2 separate regions of the Mus musculus genome follow, and region 2 is linked to region 1. A link is a contact called in public Hi-C data. All regions are on one chromosome and are shown on one strand. The core of a region is the stretch at or near the end of the contact, and the rest is flanking DNA. Distances in the headings are between cores, read along the strand shown.

Region 1 (5,713 bases), core at 827-3,326:
ATTGACATTAGGCTTATGCAAATATACTATGAATATGTCCCAACTTCACGTATGACTGATGGTTGAGTTTTAACTCTTGGTGGAAGATCCCTAAATTAATTTTACAAGTTAGACACACAAGTTGGTTTGAAATATAATTATTTTGAATGTAATTATTTCATAATTAATGGAATATAGAAATATGAGAAATTGAATTTGCAAAGTAGGTATGCTCTGTAAGCAAGTTTTTTTTTTTTTCAGTAATAAAATCAATATAACTGCATTGGAACAAAAGCAATGCTTAAAATGAAAGGGAATTTTTTTTTAAAGAACAATTGTTGTATATCCTAACAAACACTGGTCAGCCCTTTGAGGTTTTGCTGTTTATTTTCTCAAGTGTAATTTTTACAGCTGTATAAACACATGCAAAGAGAACTGCCTTTATACTGGATGGAAACATACATGCCACTTGTTTGTCATTGAAGCTTTTTAGAAATAAACTATTTCCAGGTAAAATATGGAAAAGCTTTTTCCAAAGATCTGAATCTCTGCTCTATAATAGCATATTCTCTGGAGAAAAACCTATTATTTTATTATTATCTACCTAAGCCCATATTAAGAGTTCTCCTTGATAGCATGGAAAGTCTTACCTTGTCAGGATTGACTCAGATTATCAACATCCAAGTGAAGGAATGGGTAAACAGATGTGACCTATCAAGTACAAGCAACTGGGCTGAGCAAAAGACAGGAGACATCAGGTACAGGGCCTGCAGCTCTTCAACCTACACTATGTGAGCAGTCATCTCCTCTGCCAATTTTAACACCACTCCTATCATTCTTCTGAAATAAGTACTACGGTAGAAGCCAATAAGATTAGAGCTAGATCATCCAGAAGGTGTTCCATGTGGCATCAACACCATTAGCTTGTGACTTTTTGTTCCTAATTAAAGTTAAGGCCCTCCAAGGAATTCCACGTGGCTGTGTTGGTCACAAGATTTGTATCAAACATATCTTGTGCAAAATTCATTATTAGTTAACAGTGACATTTATATCCTCTAGTTAATAAGCTCAGCAAATGAACACATTTTTCTCACACTCTAAGCCTTCCATTTCTTTGTTGCACCACAAGGTGCTTGTGTGGATTCCTGTGTTGCAATAAGTGCACACAGAAAGATGCCAGGTGTTAAGTCTTCAATGTTGCTATCATACATTGGGTCTCAGGAGTCATTCAATAGGAGTAGCTGTTGTGACCTGGTTACCACCAACCAAAGGTCCAGACTACAGAACTTTTTTTTATTAGGTAGAAGCCAGCCGTACATAGTTTTGCAATATAAGAACTTGAAGATTCTGGGAAATTTAGTTAGAAAATTTTATTCCTCAGAGAAAAAGAACACAGCAATGGACAAGTTCATTTAGTGTGGAAAGTTGATGGAAAGACTACAGCAGAGAGTAAAAACACCACAGAGTATCTAGGAGAGCCCAAGGTGACACAAGACACACAGAGGTTGAGCAGTTTCCATTTACATGCACACTGGCCCTTTTTTTGTGCAAAGAAAAAAAAAGACAAATTTTTAAGCCTATGCTATTTATGCCTTTGACAGACATGTACATTCTTCTTCTTCAGACACATCAGTGTTTCCGTCAGTCCCACCCTCCCCTCACTCACTGAGCTCTATTTATATAATCGTGGCTTGCTAGTGACAATCTTGGTTTTAACATTTTTAAGCCCAAAGATGAGAACTGAGCTCAGCCGTACATCTTCTACGAACAAGAAGAAAGTAGAACCTAGGATCGATCCAAAGTAAACGAGAATACATGGTGAAGATCGTGGTTCCCTGTAATCCGAACAAACTGGACTGACATGTTTCTAGGCACAGGTGAGGAGAACACCTTACAGATGAGCTGAACTTAGAACCCATGCCAAAGTCAAATGACAGCCAAAGTAATACACTGGGGGAGGAGGGCATTTCAGTTCAGCCCAGAGAGAAAGCCAAAGCTATCAAGAAAGCTTTATCCCTCCCTACACACTCATACCACGGCCATGCTTCCTCTGACCTGGCTACTGTTACTGCATGCTGCTGAGTAGAGAAGGGCACACCTACTCATGCAGCCTTCAACACCAATGTAGGCCAGAGGCTATGTAAGCCTTGGACTTCTGACTTCAGTGTTCTGCTGTGACCTAGTGTAAAGCTTAAGGCACAGGCAGCCTTTTGCTTACTGATAGACAAGGAAGAGAAACGTGTATTCAATTTACAAATGGTCAAGAGCTCTTGTTCTTTGAAGATTTTTCTTCTTTAGAGGTTAAAATATAATTAGCAGGTCCCTTTACTTTTAGGTTTGAAGCACACCTGAAAGTGCCAACAGAGGGCTTGAGTGTAGATTAATGGAGTGTTCTCTGTAGAAGTTGGCCTGGAATAGGAAAACTAAACACATAAGCAGGCGCCGCTGCCTCGCTTTTCGTGGCCATGACTCCTTAACAAACCTTAGAAAAGTTACAAAGAAATGATGCACATTATGCATGGGAAAAAGGAAAGAATATACTGTGCTGGTAGATTTTTTCAGATGCATTAATCCACTCATAGCTTTGGAAGTAGAGCCAGATGTACTCATATATCAAGCTGCAACTGTCATGGTAACCACAGTTCCTAGGCAACTGTTGAACTCCGTGTGGGGTCCACTTTCCATACAATAAATACAAGACGCGAGCAGGAGAGAAAATAAAGTGTTACATGATAGCCCAAATTAAAAAAAAAGCAGGAAGAGAAATATTTCTTAACGAGTACAAATACATAATCTATTACAACAGGGAGTACAACCTTAATTGGTCTGCATAAAATAACTGGAAAAATTCACCAAGTAAAATAAAAAACAGATGTTTACTTGCTTCATGGGCATATCATCTGCTTCTAAACCAAATTAAGTAGGGAAAAAAAATAAAGATAAAACTGTGTAAAAGAGGCATGCAAAGCATTCCTAAAAAATTGAGTCAGCCACTGAAAAACGAATACTCTGGGTATTAAGTTTCACTTGCATAATATCAGATGGCAGGAAGTCTTGGTTTCCCAATATTCGAATGTTGTCTGTGGCAGCACACACATTGAGACCAAATGAAATGCTCAGTAGAGGTTATCCCTTTACTGTGCTTCCAGCCACAAACCTACCCCAAGGAGGTTACACACCATGCCAGTGGCTGGGGACAGTTATTTACTGTTGAATGCAGAGGACTTGAAGCAGTAAAGCCACACTAAAGGTGGGAGTCAAAAAGTCTCCAAAGGTTTTGGGAATTCTACAGGTGGAGATTTCCAACAATTTCTTTTAAACTCTTCCACTTCCACTTGAAACATAAGTTTAAGAGACCAACTGATGGAAACAAGGCAGTCCTCTGCCGACTGATTTTGCTACAGGTGTCCTCAACAGACAGTAAATGGTTCTAGGACTCAGATTTCTATACTTAGTCTTATTCCCCAAAGCTGTCGATGTCATTTTGTTGACAATCTTACTTCATATGGTTACACGCACTTCATATAGGGATACAGTTACTGTTCCTATATATAACAAAAAAGGCCAAATACCATAGACCTTGTAACACAAATGACATTTCAAATCACGAGAAAAAGTCTGTTTGATAACACGTTCAAAAAGTTCTAGGAAAAACTGCTAGAAAATTTCTAACTGGAAATTCATTTTGAATTAAACATTTTCACAGGATATAATATATTCACCTATACAGAGAAAGTGGCATGAGGCTGAAAATGATGCCAAAGTGTACAGAAAATTTAGGGACATGAAAATTAGCACACACTGAAATGGAGCTTCAGTGAAACTTATTCTTTAGATGGACTGTCAGATGCAGAAATTCTACACAGGTCTGTGAACTTGGATCGTTAATGGACCACTTTCGGGAAGAGCACACACAGCAACTGTCAAAACCAGCCTGAAAGTCAACAGCCAGCTATGTGAATAATTCCAGTGTATGTTCCAAAATCACTATCCAAATATCTCCATTTGCCAATGTTGAGAAATGCCCTAGAAGAATGAAGCAAGTTATCAAATGCAGACAGCCAAAAGTGGAAGAGACGTGGCCAACACTTTTTCCTTTTCAAAACCAGGTACATTTAAAGTAAGCATTGACTACAGGGGATCACAAGACCAGTGACTACTTAAAGGGGGACCAAAGTGAACCAAAGGTTAAACTGAATACACTGACCATCATAAATAATTTTCATGTATTACTAATACTTAATATTTATAGTTTACTTTTCTGCCTCCTTAACAATCAAAATAAGAAATTTATAACATCATAAAACCATTTTCTTTTATTATTATTATTTTTTAAGAAGCTTTCAGGGTAAAACTGGAAATGATTAGAATGCTGTACTGTTAAACAGCGCACCCTTGTGGTCTAAGTTGCATCACAAGCAATAGCAGCTTGCTTCATAGATATTTTTCCTTTTATTATGTTTTCCTATTTCACTGTTACTACTTTCAGTGACTAAAACAAGTTTGCTAAAACCTCAACTACATTGTTCAAGGTGGCATGTAATGCTTAATTATCATCCATATTTTTTATTTAAAATTGTAAACAAAATAGCAACCAAAATAAGTAACATTCATTCAGCAACTGGAGTGTTCTACTGAACGTCATGAATATTTGAATGTAAACAGTTATCAGCTCAAGAGTTAACCGTATATAAATACAATACCTATAGGTACACAGAAATTAAAACATATGAGGCAAGTTCAGAGTCATGGTTATTCTCCTTAGAACACACTTCATCAGGCAGTAGAGATGAGGAATGATTCAACCTTGTGGAGGTGAGAAAGCAGAAGACAGAGGTGCCATCATTTCTTTCTGACAGAGGAGGAGACTTCACTTGAACAACAATGACTAAAATGTCCTGCTTAGAATTGGAAACATTCCCGAAACTGATAAGGTTTATAAGGAAAATGATGTCAACAGACGTCCCTGGGACACCCCTGCCCCTCCCCCCCCAAATAAGCGCTGGTACAGTTTCTGAGCTGGGAAACGTTAAATAAGAAATATAAATGTGTCAGTTGGTCACAGAGAGCAGTATGAAGGTACATTAAGCTGGTCCTCTTCTGTCTACTCTGAGTTTCTTTGGGAAATGACTGGAGAAGAAGGAAGGGAAGACACTGTGGATGAGACTAAATGAAGCCTTGGTCTCTAACAGAAGTCAAAAGAATAAAACAAATGAACACCAAGATGACGATGAAGTTTTGGATAACAGTTTGGTAAAACCCTGGGTTGCATGATAGATCTGCCAATTCTCATACAAAGTCAATCAGTAAGTATTCACAGGTTCAAATTTAACAGCAAGAATATTTGGAATTACAAAATGGACATGATGATTGCCTAGGAATGTTATAAAACGTCACAATGGTTTAAACCAGGGTTCTAATGGCCAGAAATCTGAAATCAAGACATGTGACAAGACATGCTCTCTGTGAAGGACTCTCCTTGCCTGCTGCATTCTCCGGTGGCTTCCAGTGTTCCTGTATGGCAGGACACCCAGCTTGGCCTGGGGCTGCACACAACTCTCTTCTGTCTTCATGCTAATTGGCTGTATGAATTATCTTATAAGGGCCCTAGCCTTTGCACTAGAGCCCAACTGAAAGAAAAGATGGTGGTACCTCCAAACTTAAATCCATATGCACACTATTTCTAAATCATATTTACAAGTATTAGGGCTTAGAGAGAGAGGGACAAGCAAAA
Region 2 (5,308 bases), core at 1,242-3,741, 140 kb after region 1:
AATAAGGAGAAGGAGGAAGAGGAGGAGAATGAAGAAGAAGAGGAGGAGGAGGAGGAGGAGGAGAAGGAGAAGGAGAAGGAGAAGGAGGAGAAGGAGAAGAAGAAGAAGAAGAAGAAGAAGAAGAAGAAGAAGAAGAAGAAGAAGAAGAAGAAGAAGAAGAAGAAGAAGAAGAAGAAGAAAAGAAGAAGACGAAGAAGAAAAGAAGAAGAAGAGGAGGAGGAGGAGGAAGAGGAAGAAGAAGAAGAGAAGAAGAAGAGAAGAAGAGGAGGAGGAGGAAGAAGAAAAAGAAAAGAAGAAGAAAAAGAGGAGGAGGAGGAGGAGGAGGAAGAAGAAGAAGAGGAGGAGGAGGAGGAAGAAGAAGAAGAGAAGAAGAAGGAGAGGAGGAGGAGGGGGAAGAAGAAGAGAAGAAGAAGAAGAGGAGGAAGAGGAGGAGGAAGAAGAAGAAAAGAAGAAGAAGAAGAAGAAGAAGAAGAAGAAGAAGAAGAAGAAGAAGAAGAAGAAGAAGAAGAAGAAGATTATTTTAAAAAGGAAGAGTTCAGTCTGAACGTCCCTTTATTTTGGGGTCACTGTAAAGAGTCTTTGGTGAGTTTCCTTCAGTTTTTTTTCACCACTTTACCCTGTTGCTTCAGGGACTGCGTGGCAGATTAATCATTCCCAAGTGTAGAGATACACAGGAGATTCTGGTCAAAGTTTAGAATCTTATTTAAGGAACTAAACTTTTCACCCGAATATGAAGTAGTTCACAGAGCATGGTACAGTTTAGGAAGGTGATGTCCTTTTTATTTATGCTTTTAGTCAACACGTGTTTCAAAATGACAAAGAACATGACCATTTCTGTCTTAGGGTTTTACTGCTGTGAAGAGACACCATGACCAAGGCAATTCTTATAAGGACAACATTTAATTGGGGCTGGCTTACAGGTTCAGAGGTTCAGTTCATTATCATCAAGGCGGGAGCATGGCAGCATCCAGGCAGGCATGGTGCAGGAGGAACTGAGAGTTCTACATCTTCATCTGTAGGCTGCTAGTAGAAAACTGGCTTCCAAGGCAGCTAGGATGTGGGTCTTAAAGCCCAGGCCGACAGTGCACTTCCTCCAACAAGGCCACACCCACTTCAACAAGGCCACACCTCCTAACAACGCCACTCCTTGGCCTAAGCATAATCAAACCTTTTCAACTCACAGTAACAATTCTCTGTTGTCTCTTAACGTCACTGTTGTCAAGAGAGCCAGAAGTCGAGCACACTGTAAAAACAGATGCCTCTCTGAAACGTAAATATATCTACAAGTGCACAGATGTTTCTGCTGTTGGATATCCTAATCCTGGGCAATGGCATCCTTCTGCTTTAGTAGTCCGTGCATGGTGTGTAACATGCCAAGCCTGTCCAAACAGACACTTTTATATAGACACTGTGCTTCATAGAATGGACTGCATCTTAAGCCACGTTATATAATTGGTATGCATTGTCCTCTCCCACCACCACCGCAAAAATCTGCCTTTTCTTCTTTGACTTTTATGAATCAACCTGAACCTGTACTCCCCGCTTCCCTGAGCCACGAGGCCGGAGTACAGTCACAAAGACATCATAGGCTACACCATCTTCCTCTAGCCAGAGTAAAACACATGTGTTTTGTAAGGAAATTAGATGGGAACTGGCCCTTGGCTTGCTAGGGTGAGTGGCACCTTCTGCGCAGGCTCGTTGTGCTGTAGTTGTCAGTGTTTCTGCGCAGGCTCATTCTGCTATAGTCCTCGGTGTTTCTCTGTATGAAGCCAGGAAGGATTCTCAGGTCCTCCCTCCATCATTGTAAGCGAGCCTGCTGTTCTAATCATTCTTGCCCATACCCAGGCTTCTGCCACTCGAATGCATTTCACAATTTGAGCCTTTGTCTCAGTTTTGGGACCAATCAAAGGACCTGGGTCATTTCAACTCAATGTACCGATATCTACACCTTCCATTTTCTTATATATGTCCAGTTAATTCTCTCAGGGGCATGACCTTCCAGAGCAGAGTATAGGACCTTAGGAATACCAGAGCTGAGAACCAAACACCCAACAAATCCTCCTGTGACCACGACGGTGAAAACAAACCTATGTTCCTGGTGCTGATGAGCCTTTGGCAGATAATGACATGTTTCGTTACTAATAAGGAAAAGCCTAAATCTCTCTGGCACGGGACTTGGCTGGTGTGCTAGAGAGTCCTGGCTCCGCCCTCAGCACTGTAAATAGTGATGATAATAATTATTATTTGTTATACTCTTTATCCAGCCAGGTTTTATTTATAGTGCTTCCATGGTGCGTTTGATAGGCAGTTGTTAGAGAATTACTTCTAAGTGAACGAACTGTATTTGCTGAGTTAATATTTTTTTCCCCAGCATGGGATTAACCTGGATATTTTGGTATTTGAGGAAGCTCATTCACTTTCATGGCTTCACCTAGTATCTGTTTGGTTTTACTTTAAAAATAAACAAGTAAATACAAGGTCTTCCGAAGTGGCCCAGGCTGACCTCAGTTTCACAATCCTCCTGCCTCCACCCCTCAAGTGCTAGAATGAGAAGCATTCGCCACCGTCTGGCTGGTTTGGCATTTGTTTCTAATAACTATTGAACCTACACTAGTTTTATTCTGACTTTGTTTTTTCTTCTATGGTAAGATGTCTCTTGAATGTTTAAGTAATTGAAAGTTCACATTGAAATCTGTGTTCATTAGTATTTTCTTCCTTCTCCCAGTGCCAAAAAGAAGAAGAAAAAGAAGTTGAGAGAGGATCTCACTGTTTGTCCTAGATCGGCGTGTATCTCTCTGTCCTGAGCTGGTGCTCTTTCAAGCCATTGTTTGTTTTGGGTTTTGTTCTTCTCTGTTTTTTTTTTGTTTGTTTGTTTGTTTGTTTGTTTTTTGGGGTTTTTTTTTTTTGGTTTGGTTTGGTTTGGTTGTTCTGTTTTGTTTTGTTTTGTTTTGTTTTGTTTGTTTTAAGAAAAGGTCTCTCTACTTTGCCTTCACTGTCCTAGAACTCACTGTGTAGACCTGGCTGACCTTGAACTCACAAAGCTCCAGCTGCCTCTGCCCCCTGAGTGCAAGAATCTAATGCATGCTCCACATGCCCATCTCACCACAAGCTTAACTATAATGCCTTCATTTCTCTTTCTTGTTATGTATACATTTTTGCTGATTCTTTTCTTATTCTTACTAATTCTCTTGAATCGTAAACCTTATTTATTATTGGGATCAGGTGTGGTGGCACATGCTCACAATCCCTGCATTCAGAGTTTATGTCAAAAGACTCATAAGTTTATGGTTAGCCTGTACTATGTAAGGACTTCAAGGACAGCCTGGGCTACAGAGTACACCTGTCTTATCAAACAGCAGCAGCAGCAACAACAATAATAACAACAACAAAATATACCCCAAATCAAACCCTAAACTATTAATTTTTGCATTCAAAAAATAACTAAAGCCAGTATTTAACATGTATTTGTTATTGCCGTGGTAGGGCATACCATATAGAAATTTATACTAAATCATTTTTGCAAAACACATCATGAAAGTGTCCATCCACACTGGGAGTGAAATGATTGATCCATCCAGGTCCCCAGAAAGGCATTAACCAAGCTACCTCTCACGCCCCACAAAAAAAAAAAAAGAAAAAAAAAGAAATGAAAAAGAAAGGAAAAGAAAAAAGAAAAAGAAAGGAAGGAAGGAAGAATGAAAGAAAAGAAGAGAGAAAAAAGAAAAAATAGAAAAATCCACTTTGATAGCAACTTTACTGAGTCACTGTATCTTGAGTCACATGGGATTCTGTTACTGGAAGTCAGTCCTCCCTGGTTCCTGGGGTAGTCTATTAAAGTTCCAGCTGTCATATATCTATACCTGTGTGCTGTGTGCTCTATAGGTCAAAGGGAAGCAGGAAGAAGCCCCCTTTATACTTTCCTGTCTCTGGCATTTTGGGTCTGTTTCTTGAACTCCTGGGTGTGATTTTTTGGATACCCACAGTGGAACTATTTGAGGCATTGCTGTATCTTCACCCAGGCAGTTCTCCATTACACAACTATCCTCCCTTAGGAGTTTAGAGAACAAGAAAGAACTGTGCCTTCACACACACTCACACACATAGGCACACGCACACACATACATGTGCGCGCATGTGCGTGCTTTTTACCTTGCTTTTAAAAAAGAGTGTGTGTTCCCAGGTGCTGGAAACTGAAACAGCTGTTACAGAAATCCTGTATTTGGCATAAGATGCACCTTCATGCTTCCTCATTTGCAGGTCCCAGGAAAGATGCAGCTTGCATTTTGAGTACATGCCTGACTTCCCTAGATCACAGAGTTTTTCCCCAATGAGTAGAAAACTATACCTTAAGGCTAAGGCAACAGGCCAAGTGAGATCTCCAGAGGCCATAGCCAAATCCAAGTGCTTGCCAGAGAGAAAGAGGACGGAAAGTGGAAGGAAAACTGTCAGGGGATCTTTGGTATGTGGACTATCTTCTTTCCTCTTCAAAAGTCAGATTACAAACAGGGGAAATAGTGTGCCAGAAATGCTCAGGTGAATGTGGGACAGCCTGGGAATGCACATGCCCCGTGTCCTGAGGCTTTCGGGGCATGTCAATGTGATGCGGAGCTGAAGTCTTGGTAAGATAAATTTATCAGTGTCGTTGTCTTCACGTAGGATCTTTGAAGTTGTAGAAAGCCATCGAGCTTCTATAGGCTGGCCTGGGATCAGGACAAGGGAGCCATTGGGTCAAAATAACTCAGCACCTAGTCCTTTCATGGCAATAATAAGGGCAGGAATCAACTCAGCCAAGCCGAGTCCAAACACACTACTCTGGGTCTTTGAACACCTTTGCCCTTTGCTCCAAGTTCCTATGTGCCCAGATAGAAGCTACATGATAGTAATAGAAATCTAAAAAGAAGGAAGGAAAAGAGGGAGGGAGGGAGGGAGGGAGGGAGGGAGGGAGGGAGGGAGGGAGGGAGGGAGGGAGGGAGGGAAGGGGGGAGGGAAGGAAGAAAGAGAAAGAGAGAAAGAAAGGGAAAAAGGCAGTTTAGGCAGTGTGCATCATTTCACAGAGATGCACAGATTAGCATGATGACATCACCATGCCTGTGCCAAGGCATCCACAAGGTGAGGGCTCCTGAGGATTACTGAGTCAGCTATCTTTCTACTAAGCCTACAGAAGCAGCAAACAGAATGTGTTTACTCTTAACAGAACAGAGCAAGGCATAGCAGCTCAGGGCTTCTGTTCTTCAGTTTGGGAAGGGAAGAAAGGGAAGTCTGTTGTTGATGCTCAAGTTCCTCAGGAGGGAATGGCTTTTACATCCTC

What was found. Hi-C and Micro-C count contacts between places; a contact is called where the count stands out from the background.
Region 2: a Hi-C map of liver shows a contact between it and region 1, with 2.3 times the contacts expected there. The contact joins two enhancer-like sites.

The regions. Positions count from the first base shown.
Region 1 is chr2:65,117,260-65,122,972 of GRCm38.p6, forward strand. All of the region lies in intron 6 of Cobll1 (Cobl-like 1), which reads right to left. Among named protein-coding and RNA genes, the nearest start is that of Grb14, 97 kb to the left of the region's middle. Within about 2 kb of position 2,077, at least 41 of the 459 cell types and tissues checked have an H3K27ac peak or open chromatin away from gene starts, as enhancers often do. A contact at or near this core is called in liver, where this site is marked.
Region 2 is chr2:65,259,935-65,265,242 of GRCm38.p6, forward strand. No RefSeq gene overlaps it. Among named protein-coding and RNA genes, the nearest start is that of Cobll1, 24 kb to the left of the region's middle. Within about 2 kb of position 2,492, at least 7 of the 459 cell types and tissues checked have an H3K27ac peak or open chromatin away from gene starts, as enhancers often do. A contact at or near this core is called in liver, where this site is marked.